Linked DNA regions of Mus musculus: regions 1, 2 and 4 are each linked to region 3. The links are chromatin contacts, called in public ChIA-PET, Micro-C and promoter capture Hi-C maps. All regions are on one chromosome and are shown on one strand. The core of a region is the stretch at or near the end of the contact, and the rest is flanking DNA. Distances in the headings are between cores, read along the strand shown. Region 1 holds the start of Dll4 (delta like canonical Notch ligand 4). Region 2 holds the start of Mga (MAX gene associated). Region 3 holds the start of Oip5os1 (Opa interacting protein 5, opposite strand 1). Region 4 holds the start of Rad51 (RAD51 recombinase).

Region 1 (2,700 bases), core at 39-2,538, 270 kb after region 3:
GAAGGTTCCCTGGGAAGCAAAAGGGGGGGTGGGGGACATTAGAGATAGCGATATCAGCAGGGAGGGAAAGGAGGGGGTGCCTCGCAGCAGCCTGTTTAATTAATCTAATTGCAGGATATAGTTACGGAGCTCGGCTCAACATAACTGGTGTTCGCGCAGCGCTGCGCGCGAGCTGAGAAGGCAGGGGAGGGATGAGGGATGCGGGAGTGTAAGTGAGAGCCGGGGGGTGGGCGGGCGGCGCCGCGTTGGGGGTTTGGTAATGAAATTCGTATCCCAAGAATTGGGGAGAAGGAAAGGGAAGAAACTGGGAGGAAAGACTAACCAAAGCCTCTCCGGGATGATCCTATGAGAGAACAGGGGGGCGGGGGCAGAAGAGAAAGAGCCCTTGGGGCTCTCCAGAGAGCGCTTTGGAAAGGAGCTCTGGTGTCCCGGCGCTCCCTTCTTTCCCTTCGGTTATCTCCCGGTGCATTTAAGTTGTGCTTACCGGCCAGGTGAAATTGAAGGGCAACTGCAGAGGGTTGCGACCACTGCCGCTATTCTTGTCCCTGACGACGAAGGAGTTGGTGCCCAATACCGGCGTGGAGACATTGCCAAAGGTGCAGGGTCCCTCGGAGAAGGTTGCCTGGAAGTGCTTAAGGCAGATGCGGAAGAAAGTCCGGCAGCCCGGTTCGCAGGACTGCCCATTGGCCAGCATACCGCGCTGGTTGACGAACTCCTGCAGCCGCAGCTGGAAGATGCCGGAGCCCGCAGCGCGCTGCTGCACAGGGACCGAGAGAAGGAGGGAGGAGAGCGGTCAGGCTCAGCCGGGGCCGGGGCGCAAGCCCGGAGCGCTGCGGGAGGGGGCGGAGAGGACGTGAGACATTACCTGCGGCCACAGTACCGCCAGCAGCAGTAGCGCCCAGCGACAGGCGCTCCGGGACGCAGGCGTCATCCCTTGGGGTGTCCTCTCCACTCCGGGACTCCGAATCTGCTTGTTAGGGATGTCGCTCTCCCGCAAGTCCCGTCTGCCAGCCGAGTTCCTGAAAAGCTGATTCCCCTCGGGACGCTGCTCCCTTGTCGCCTTCTCAAAAACTCCGCTGCTCGATGCCTCGGTAGGTAATCCAGGTGAGGGCGACTGGGCGGTGGCTGCTCTAAGTACGTGTCCTGGAGCAAATCCTAGGGTCTCGAGCGGGCTAGTGAGGGAGTACACTGCACCCAAGTGACTTTGGCTGCAGCTCTTGGCCTCGGGTTCCTAGCCTGCGAGCAGCGCCGCTACTGAAACCTGCTTGCTCCAGAGCCTTTCTTATATATATTGGCTGCTCTTCGCAGCCTGTCAGTCAGACAGACTCACGGTCACTCTCCCCTCCCCTCCAGGCCTCTAGTGGCTACAGTCCCAGCACCCACCGGAGGGGGCCTCCGCCCCCGCCGCTCCCCCTGTCAGCCAGCCAGTAGGGCGCAGGTCCCCGCCCCTCTTCCAACTTCTGGGCTTCCAGCTCTGCGCGTGCCCGGCGAGCAGTCCTTAGAGATCGTCTGCTTAAAGGCTGAGACCCTCGCCACCAGAGGATAGGAGGGTAGCCCAGTGATGCGGCGGGAGGTGAGGTGGTTCCCGAATGGTCCAGGGGGTGGAAACTCTAAGGGGTCCCCGTAGGCGGTGCACCTGATCCAGGCATTAGATACCTACAGTCCTCTAGCAGGTGGGGAAAGCTTAAACTAGGAAAGCAAAAAGCAGGACCAGGGGATTTGGATCTCCCTTTCCTTTCCAGACTTTAGGTAGCTCCTGCCTCGCTGGCCTCCAGCCTATGTGTGCCCACCCTCCACGCGTCCCCAGCACCGCAGGGAAGCCATCCGACGCCTTAACCTTTCCCTGGCTATTCCAAGCAAGGCAAAGGGCCAAGCGTCTAGGACTCTGGTCTTCTCTGCACCTGGTAGGCGTGTCACCTCAAGCAGCAGGGCGTGCCCAGCGCGTGCCTTCTCTCTTTGTCCCCCACCCCCACTCCCTCCTGGCTCGTGCTAGAGCCAGGACTAGAGGTTCGAAAGAGAGGTGGGGGGCGTGGTTCTCGAAGTGGGGGGGGGGTCCTCAGCTGTATGGTAATGAGGTTCTAGTCTTTTCCCTCAGTGCCTATCTCACCTGGGTCGCGCTTGGTCTCCATATCCTCATCCTGGCCCCCACCCGCGTCCCCTAGCTCCGCTGGAGTAGGGAGGAAACTTTCTTAATTCCAGAATTTCCTTGGGCCACTTGAGAGGCAAGGTGAGAGAGCTTGAGGCTGATCAGGTCTAGATCTCTCTGCATAGGGCAGGATGTAGGGTGGAACTGGAGGCGCATAGAGTTGTTTGAGTTTCGGGTGGTTTCACCCATGTCACACGCGCGCCTCTCCCGGGTGGCCTCCGAGCGCAAACCCTGCAGCTGCTTTCCCAGAACCCGTCGTGCTCCCCCGAGGCTGCAGACCGGGGAGGGCTGGCTTCTCCCAGTTTTGGGGGGTGCTAGATTTCTCTCTCTCTCTCTCTCTCTCTCTCTCTCTCTCTCTCTCTCTCTCTCTCTCTCTCTCTCTCTCTCTCTCTCTCTCTCTCTCTCTCTCTCTCTCTCTCCTACAGTGAGAGCGGTGGGGGCCCTGTGGCTTCAGCTGTCAGCCCTCCCGCGTGGTGATTGCTGGCTATGGTCGGACGATAAGATCAGTGCGGGCGGGGGTTGAGGGGAGCAGGGACGCGGCTCCAGCCCCAGGG
Region 2 (2,700 bases), core at 23-2,522, 300 kb before region 3:
TAAGGCTGTTCAGCCGCTTTCGGTTACCTTGGAGACTACACAACTAGTCACCCCGCCAGCCCATTTCCCAGCAGTCCTCTCGCTACTCTCCTGCACCTTAACTGCAGCAGCGTCGTGCGCAAAAAGCCAGCAAGACAGGCAGAGTTGACCAAGCACTTGGACACGCAAGCTTGGCAAGCTCAACAACACCCACAGACTGAGCATAAGTGAGCCCTAACTTCTCAAGATCCACGTGTCGGCTTCGGCGACGCGAACAAGAGTGGGTCTCCCTCAGACGGAGATTTTTCCCGTTCTACTAATCAAGCCACTCTTCAGGCACTCTTCACCCATGCCTGCTACCATCCTTTTGCCAGAGAAAAAGAGACATTCTTGGGGAACGAAAGAGAAGGCTAATGCCCTTGCGCACCTTACACTCGACTCAAAGACGTACTTGAAAATTCAACAGAAACGGGAAGTCCTATGGACAGAAAACCAGTCAGGTTACCCCAGAAAGAGAAAAAGGAACCACCACCTGTTCCCTACCTGTTTTCTCCGCCTTCGAATTAGCACTTACAAATCACAGCTCCTTTGTTTACAAAGTTCTCACTCTCATTCAACTCACTCATCGCCCCCTCATTAAATTCGGGGCCTTGCCTCAATTTGACCCGAAATTACACGCTAGGAAATGTTTGAATAGGTGTCAAAACACTGCATCCAGTTCCTTGGAGAAACAGACATTGGTTGTTTCCCTCGGAGAGTTGAAACTCAGAGAGCTGAACTCTTAAAACCTGTGCTTATTCCATCGATAACCAGGCTAGAAATCGTCACGCGGAACGTGCCATGCTGTTCAACACCCCACGCACGCGAGGGCAGGGCCGTGCCGTAGGCACTTCTCACCCCGCCCGCCTCGTGGTCTCGGTCTCCGGCGTCGATGTTCCTAGTTAGTTCTCCGAGCGACACGGAAGTGAGGTCGGGGAGGCGTGCGAGATGACATGCGCAACTCGCTCAAGGGACCAAAGGCTGCACAGCGTAAGGCCCAGCCAGGCCCAGGCGTGCGAAGCTCTCTCTGCGGAACGCTGGGCAAGCCGTTCAAATACACAAGTGGTTTAAACTCAAAAAAACTCCAATCGGGCCACTATTGAAGCGACGCCCTCCACCCAGGCCCGAGAGTTACCGTGCGGGGCGTGGCCGGCCTCACCCCGAGTCCTTCACATCCCTCTAGGGGAGGGTTATTCTGAAGGGTTCGCACACCGTGTGTCCGCTTCAGCTGAAGAGCCTGCGCACGCACCGGATGTCCACGTCACTGCGCACGCGCTCCTACCAGCTTGGAGCCGACCGCGCAGGCGCATAGGGAGGCGCGAGCAGCACCTCTTTGCCCCTCCCCCAACATCAGGAGGCCAAACAGCCCGGAGCAGCGTCAGGACCCTTGGGTTCCGCCCACGGAGCCGAAGCCGTAGCCTTTTCGCATTTTAGTAATCCAGAAAGAACTTATGAAGCTTCCAGAATCAGGAAAGGAGAGACAGGAGAGAGGTACACAATACGCTCAATCCTGTATTCGAAGCCTTCGTGAAAATTCTGAAACCACTGCCCTCCAGGCCTTTCCCAACAAGACTCTTCAGCCTTTCCCAGAGACTTCTCACCGGCCCCGCCCCTGCCGTACCCAGCCCCACCCACATGAAGCTTCATAGACCTCCTGGCTTCGCAAATCCTTCAAAAAAAAAAAAAAAAAAAAAAAAAAAACGGAGGACCTCCTGTACAAAGTGCTATGGGGTTGGAAAGTACCAGAACACTGGAAAAGCTTGAAGCAAACACCACGAAAGAAGAGTAAGCAATTTTCCAATATTCGCCAACAAAGAACACTAGGAAAATTCGAGAAAGCCTTGTTGAGCGCAGAGAATGGAAGTTTATGCCTATATTCTCAACACTGAGGCTGAAGCAGGATTGCTGCGAGTTCGAGGCTAACCTGAATTCTATAGTGAGTTCACGTTCCAGAGTAGGCTAGGCTGCCAAGACACCGTGCTGGAATGAAAAGCAAAGCAAAGAAAGGTTCTATAAAGGAAAAAGAGCTGCCACTAAATTGCCTGATACCAAGATGAAAGATGTCTTAAAAAGAAATGGTCAAGAATATTTTTGTTGTTGTTGTTGCTTCTTCAAGACAATGAAGCTTAAAAATGTAAAGAAAACATTAACCAACAATGTATATTTTTGTTGTTGTTGTTGCTTCTTCAAGACAATGAAGCTTAAAAATGTAAAGAAAACATTAACCAACAAGTATGTCAGACAATTGCCAAACTAAGTCAGAGAGCAATAATTCTCAACCAAACATCAAAAATTTTAGGTTTTTTTCTCTACCATTTACTACTTTCATGCTGCTAACCTACCAGTAAATGTTTAAAGTGAAAAGGAGTAATTACGAAATAATTAAGTAGAAAACATAAAATGCAGTCCATATTCCCAAACTTTTCACTCTCAAGAGATAATAGAAAAACTTATTTTGTGCTAAGTGACAATACAAACACTTTGAAGGAAACCAAGAATGTAAGGATGGAGCCAAGAGGAAGGACAAGGATAGCCAACAGGGTTGATCTGACTTGCTTCGTTTCACTTAGCTATTTATTCCTGAGGAGATACGCAACACATAGGCAGAAACTGAACTAAAGTTTACAGACTTCTGAAATCCATGATTCAGGAAAACCATTCAAGATCTTAGAAGACTGAAAA
Region 3 (2,700 bases), core at 45-2,544:
ACCTATTTTTTTCTACTTGTGGATCATATTAAAAAGAAAAACTACTTGTGCTAAAGGGGAGGGGTTTTGTTTTTTGGTTTTTTTTTCACCCCCTAAGCAAGTGCTTCCTGCTTCAGCTCTGCTAAGTCTAGGGCTAACAAAAACCATATAATCTATCACAAACATTCACTCACATTATGATTTTTCCATTTGAACTGGCTCTCACTAATATGCCAGTTTATTTCTGAAACAAGGTTTTGATAGATGTAAATTTCTGGCCCTGAGCACCAACACACGCAGCAAATGTCTCCCCGATCCAGAATTCAGAAGCAAAGACTTTCCGAGAATTTAGCTGAATACCAATAAAAGTAAGGGGGCTCCCAATTACAAAGAGATAAAATTAAATAAGAATCAAATATAAATATCTTGTTAGTACTACACTGTCACCAGTGTACACCAACTACACAAATGAGATTCCAGCAGTACTTCCAGAACTATAGTTCTAAAAAAACGAAAAGAAAAGCATCGTAAGCCGTTTCCCTTGATCCTGGGTAAGAAATCAACATAGGTGAATTCCACTGAGACCCGTTTGCCGAAACTAATGCGCCATAAGGGCATTATCAGGACGTCCAAGGACAAAGCTGCTTACTACGGTCATAAAAGTTTGGCAGGGGCGAGTATGAGGTAAAGGCTGCAAGAGTCTATCTGTAATACACATACTCAAATGAAAATACCAGAGGGAGCCTCTTACAGCAAATCTCAAGGTCAACGCGCCAGGGACACAAAATGCCCAGAGCTGCAACAGGCCTGTCAACCTCAACCGGTGACGCCTTCGGTAAAGGGTCAAACAATACAGAGATAGTCTTAGAAAAATAAAAGGGAGGTGCACACAGCGGCTTCCCGATACGGCCGGCGTACGTGCAACTCAGAGAACCAGGGCAAAGCACGCAGCGGCCAAAGCGAAGGGCGCAAGGAAGGGCGTGGAGCGCTGGTAAGGGAAGGACGCGGCCACATACCCGGAGGCGGCGGAGCCGACCGGACGCGGCTGCGAATGCAAAGCCCTGTCAGGCCCAGGCCTCGCCGGCTCCCTCATTAGGCTCGCCGCTACCCCGTCCCGAGTTGTGCCGCCCCACCGGCTGCTCGTCTCCCGATAGACAGACGGACTTCTCAGCTCACCTCACACGGTCCAGCACAAGTACTCCGCTTCTCACGGGAGGCCTGCCCCGGGCCCGCAGGCCAGCTGCCCGGGGCACGCCTCACTCCGCCATCTTCGCTCCTTCCCCTGTCCGCCAACCCAGGGGCGGAGGCGCGAAAGGCTCCGCCCCGCCTCCGAGTGATGATTGGACAGCACCTTGCTCGCGCGCTCTTTTTCCATCGCGGATTGGCTGGGAAGTACTTCAATCAATCCCTCTCTCTGGTTCTATTTTTTGTTGTTGGAGCTTAGTGCTCCAGTTGAAGTTAAGGAGGAAAAGGGTTGTTGTAATTCACTTGAGGAAAAACATTCCGCACGGAGGCAGTCTCACTTTTTAGTAAGATAGCACTACAAGGCCAAATGACTATTTTAAATTATCGTTACTGTAAAAATATACTGTTACTAGTAATTCCTCTCTTGGCTAAAGGATTTTTATACCCGGACTAACACTACACCCAGAGGAACAATTTCATGGTGTCAGTTCTTCTGACTTTGACCCACTTGAGAGAATGTTGCCTGCTGTTTAAAGGTCAATACAGTAGCGTAGTTTTCCTCACCTTAAAAGGGCCTGCCCGCTGCCTGAGAAAATGTTAAACTGCATTTGTTGTTTGTTCCAGTTGTAGGATTTAGAGATCCTTTAGCGGTATTTCCAGGAGAGGTAGTGAAGGCAATAGTGTGACTCTTCCAGGTGATGACACACGTTCTTCTGGATAAGCAGTGCTTCCTAAATGACGGGGTTATCACTAGGCCATTTATTAAATCCAAATTTCTATGCTTCCCTCTGTGATAAGGATGCTATGCCATACAAAGACAAAACACAGTTGTCTATTGAATCTATTGGCTAATAAAATAATAATAATAATAATAATTACATTATTCGTTATTATTATTAGAATGTTAGAACCTATTGAATAATAATAAATTCACAAGCTACATTGATTTATTGGCTGCAACTGGCCATCAGCCTTGATTTCCCTTTATAGCTGGGCTGGTGACAGAGACCTTGTGTATCCCAGGCTGGCCTCAAATTGCAATGTAACAGAATTACCACACTGGTTATGTCCTGAATCTCAAGTGAGCAACAATGTCCTCCATCCAAAGACAGGTTCTTTGAGTGTTAGCTACTATCAGATCACACATCACTGCACCGTATGTCTCTGTGTATGAATAGGCACACTGTATATCTGTATATACTTAGACTACAGAAGGCCTGCAAAGGATTACACAAACCTCTGTGTTCAGTGAGGTTTTACTACATCCAGACAGAGCTGATATAAATGGGAAAAGTCACCACAGTTAGATATTGATGAACTCATTTAGAAAGACACAGAGTATTGAAGCTAGCTGAGGGGTCCAGGTGAGTGTCAACGGAGGAATATGGTGAGGTGCAGGACTGAGTAGGGACAGACAGATGCACAGACAACAGTAATCCAAAGGAGCGATATCAAGCAATGAGGCCTGGGCTAAGCCGAAGGGCTGCCCAAAGAACCAGCAGAAACAGTCTTGTCCCTCCTCAACTCACTTAAGCA
Region 4 (2,700 bases), core at 190-2,689, 480 kb after region 3:
TGAACAGTTTTAGAAATCACTGTTCAGCCATCAGGGTGAGGGGGAAATACTAAAACCAGGAAGGATAACAAGAGGTTTATAGCATGGTAACAGCAGTCTATTAGTGATTACATAGATACATTCTTTTTTTGTTGTCTTGTTTTTGAAAGATTTTATTTTATGTATATGAGTACACTGCAGTTGTACTGATGGCTGTGAGCCACCATGTGGTTGCTGGGATTTGAACTTGGGACCTTCAAAAGAGCAGTCAGTGCTCTTAACCACTGAGCCCTCTCTCTAGCCCCCAATATATTCACTTTGTATTCACTCACGTATACACTTGTATTTTATACATCTTTGTATTTTATACTTCATTTTATTTTTATTTCTTGGAAGTTCCTTTTAGATTTCTTTTTTGTTCATGAGAATTTTGCCTGCATACATGTGTGCGTACCACAAGCATGCCTGGTATCTGAGGTCAGAAGGCGGCACTGGATCCCCTGGAACTGGAGTTATGGTTGGTTGTAAGCCACCATGTGGGTACAGGAGCTGAACTCAGTTCCTTGGGAAGAGCAGCAAGTGCTCTTAACAGCAGAGCCACCTTCCAGCCCCTGTTCTTCACTTTTCCTTTTCTGAGACAGCTCTTCCATTTGTGGCTCAGGATGGTCTTGAAACTGTCATCCTCCTGCCTCTCCCAAGTGCTACGATTATATAGGTGAGTCATCTAGCCAAGATTCTCTTTAGAAATTTGTTTTATTTCTCGGTCTTTGCTACTCTTTTGCTTACGCAATCTTTGAACTCTGGGGCCTTCTACTTCAGTCTCCAGAGAGACCAGCCACTACCCTCATTTTAAAGTAACCAAGAATCTGTTAGCCCTGGCCCTACTACGTAACAGCTGTGAGCACTTTTCTCTGATCTCAGCTTCCTGCGTCCGGACCACAGAAGTGAACCTGAAAGTTTGTAAATCCCAGCATTGGGAGACTAAGGGTAGCAGTTCGAGCCCTGCCCAGCCTAGGTCGTGACCTCGGGTCTCAAAACAAATGCTTGAAGTACAGGTCGGTTTTCTCCACAACGAATTCAGTGGGTCAGTTAGCGTCGGTCGGTTGGTCGCCCTGCTCCGCCTTTCTCCGGTTTCTCAGCGTAGAGGGGACCCACAAAGCTGGCTACGGGAGCACTGGCCTGAGCCGGCTCAAGAAGCCGAGCGGCCATGGAAGGGGTGCGCCGGCGCCGCACACTCACCTGTCCCGCGGCCACGGGCCGCTCGCTCCTCCGGGCAGCCGGCTCTGCACACACCACACTCCCCCCACTTCACCCGGCTCGAACGCGCTTCGTTGCTCCTCTGTCAGGTTTTCTACGAAAAATTTCAGTCTTCCTGGCCACACCTGTGGGAGCGCCTCGGCTTTGCCCAGGCGCGGATCTGCGCACGGCGCGCGACTTTCGGAAATCCCGCCAAATCCTCACGCTCCTATCGCTGCAACGTCATCACGCCTTTCTCCGACCCGCCTCATACCTACTTCCGCTTCTGCTGCGAACCTGACGGACATGCCGGACGGCTTTGAAGCCGAGTGATTTCGTAGGGTCACTCTTCCCTTCCTTTATGATTGTTCTGATCCGGCCTTTCTGGTTACCCGACTGAGGACTACAAGTCTGCAAAGACGATGTGATCAGCCCAGGACTACATAACCCAGAATGCACTGCTGCGGAAGCACCTCTGCAAAACTTCTTGCACAGCGGATGTGGACTTCGGTCAGAAAGGCTTTGGCCAGTTCTGGCAGAGTGTGGATCTTTGGTAGTTGGGATGGTATGCTTTGGAACCAGGTGTTCTCTTGGTCTCTGTGGGCGGCAGAGATGAAGAAGCTGGAATAAAGATAAAACCTGCGAATGGAGCCAGCGATTAGAAAACCAGTGTGGGAATCAGCGAGGTGGAAAAAAAAAACCTTTTAATTGGGCGGGGGTTGGGACCGGTGGATATAATCTAAATATATACATTCATAAAACTACCAAAAACTAAAGCGAAATAACTCACTCTCTAGTGTTTTTTTTCTTCTCTCGCTTTGTAGTGGTTACTCCAGAAAAGTAGGAGCAAAATTGAATAAAGTAAAGGTTTGTGGAGTTTGCCAGGAACTTCGTATGTTTCTTGTTATACATCTAGGTGTTTTCAGACAAGATCTCATACTCCTTGAACTCTTTTTTTTTTTTTTTTTTTTTTTTTTTTGGTTTCGAGACAGGGTTTCTCTGTGTAGCCTTGGCTGTCTGGACTCACTTTGTAGACCAGGCTGGCCTCGAACTCAGAAATCCGCCTGCCTCTGCCTCCCAAGTGCTGGCGTGTGCCACCACCGCCCGGCTCCTTAACTCTATGCCAAGAATGACAATCCTTCTCCCACCTTTGTTTCCTGTACTGCTGGAACATTACTATGTTCTGTGTTGGGGATTGAATCCTGGATTGTATGCATGCCACACAAGCACTTCAACAACGTAGCTGCATGCTTAGCTGAAAATTACTTATATTTAATGAGTACACTGTAGCTGTCTTCAGACATCCAGAGGGCATCAGATTCCATTTACAGATGGTTGTGATTCCATTTACAGATGGTTGTGAGCCACCATGTGGTTACTGGGAACTGGACTCAGTGCTCCTAACTGCTGAGCCATCTCTTCAGCCCTAGGTAATTTTTTTTTTAAGATTTATTTATTATATGTAAGTACCCTGTAGCTGTCTTC

The links. Promoter capture Hi-C pulls out the DNA fragments that hold promoters and counts their contacts. Hi-C and Micro-C count contacts between places; a contact is called where the count stands out from the background. ChIA-PET counts read pairs in DNA pulled down with a chosen protein or histone mark.
Region 1: a contact with region 3 is called in a Micro-C map of embryonic stem cells, with 2.0 times the contacts expected there. The contact joins the promoter of Dll4 here to the promoter of Oip5os1 in region 3. A contact is called at or near these places in 9 of 39 promoter capture datasets (cranial neural crest, frontonasal cranial neural crest, hematopoietic stem and progenitor cells and 5 more), 1 of 15 datasets of contacts at CTCF or cohesin (the NIH/3T3 cell line) and 4 of 484 Hi-C or Micro-C datasets (B cells, Th1 cells and embryonic stem cells).
Region 2: a contact with region 3 is called in a promoter capture Hi-C map of erythroid cells, with 13 times the contacts expected there. The contact joins the promoter of Mga here to the promoter of Oip5os1 in region 3. A contact is called at or near these places in 3 of 39 promoter capture datasets (erythroid cells, hippocampal neurons and pre-B cells), 1 of 484 Hi-C or Micro-C datasets (embryonic stem cells) and 1 of 115 datasets of contacts at active chromatin or transcription factors (memory CD8 T cells).
Region 4: a contact with region 3 is called in an RNA polymerase II ChIA-PET map of effector CD8 T cells, with 7 read pairs. The contact joins the promoter of Rad51 here to the promoter of Oip5os1 in region 3. A contact is called at or near these places in 1 of 39 promoter capture datasets (pre-B cells), 3 of 115 datasets of contacts at active chromatin or transcription factors (effector CD8 T cells, embryonic stem cells and pro-B cells) and 1 of 9 other capture datasets (adipose tissue).

Annotation. Positions count from the first base shown.
Region 1 is chr2:119,324,372-119,327,071 of GRCm38.p6, reverse strand. It overlaps Dll4 (delta like canonical Notch ligand 4), which reads right to left and starts at 1,288. Exons shown (of 11, transcript NM_019454.3): 1 at 866-1,288; 2 at 485-757; 3 at 1-9. The coding sequence starts at 931. It overlaps Gm14207 (predicted gene 14207), which reads left to right and starts at 875. Exons shown (of 4, transcript NR_030683.1): 1 at 875-1,091; 2 at 1,743-1,904; 3 at 2,096-2,227.
Region 2 is chr2:119,895,800-119,898,499 of GRCm38.p6, reverse strand. Mga (MAX gene associated) reads right to left here and starts at 1,272. Exons shown (of 24, transcript NM_013720.2): 1 at 1,154-1,272.
Region 3 is chr2:119,592,890-119,595,589 of GRCm38.p6, reverse strand. Oip5os1 (Opa interacting protein 5, opposite strand 1) reads right to left here and starts at 1,294. Exons shown (of 3, transcript NR_027832.1): 1 at 1,156-1,294.
Region 4 is chr2:119,111,553-119,114,252 of GRCm38.p6, reverse strand. It overlaps Rad51 (RAD51 recombinase), which reads right to left and starts at 1,439. Exons shown (of 10, transcript NM_011234.5): 1 at 1,219-1,439.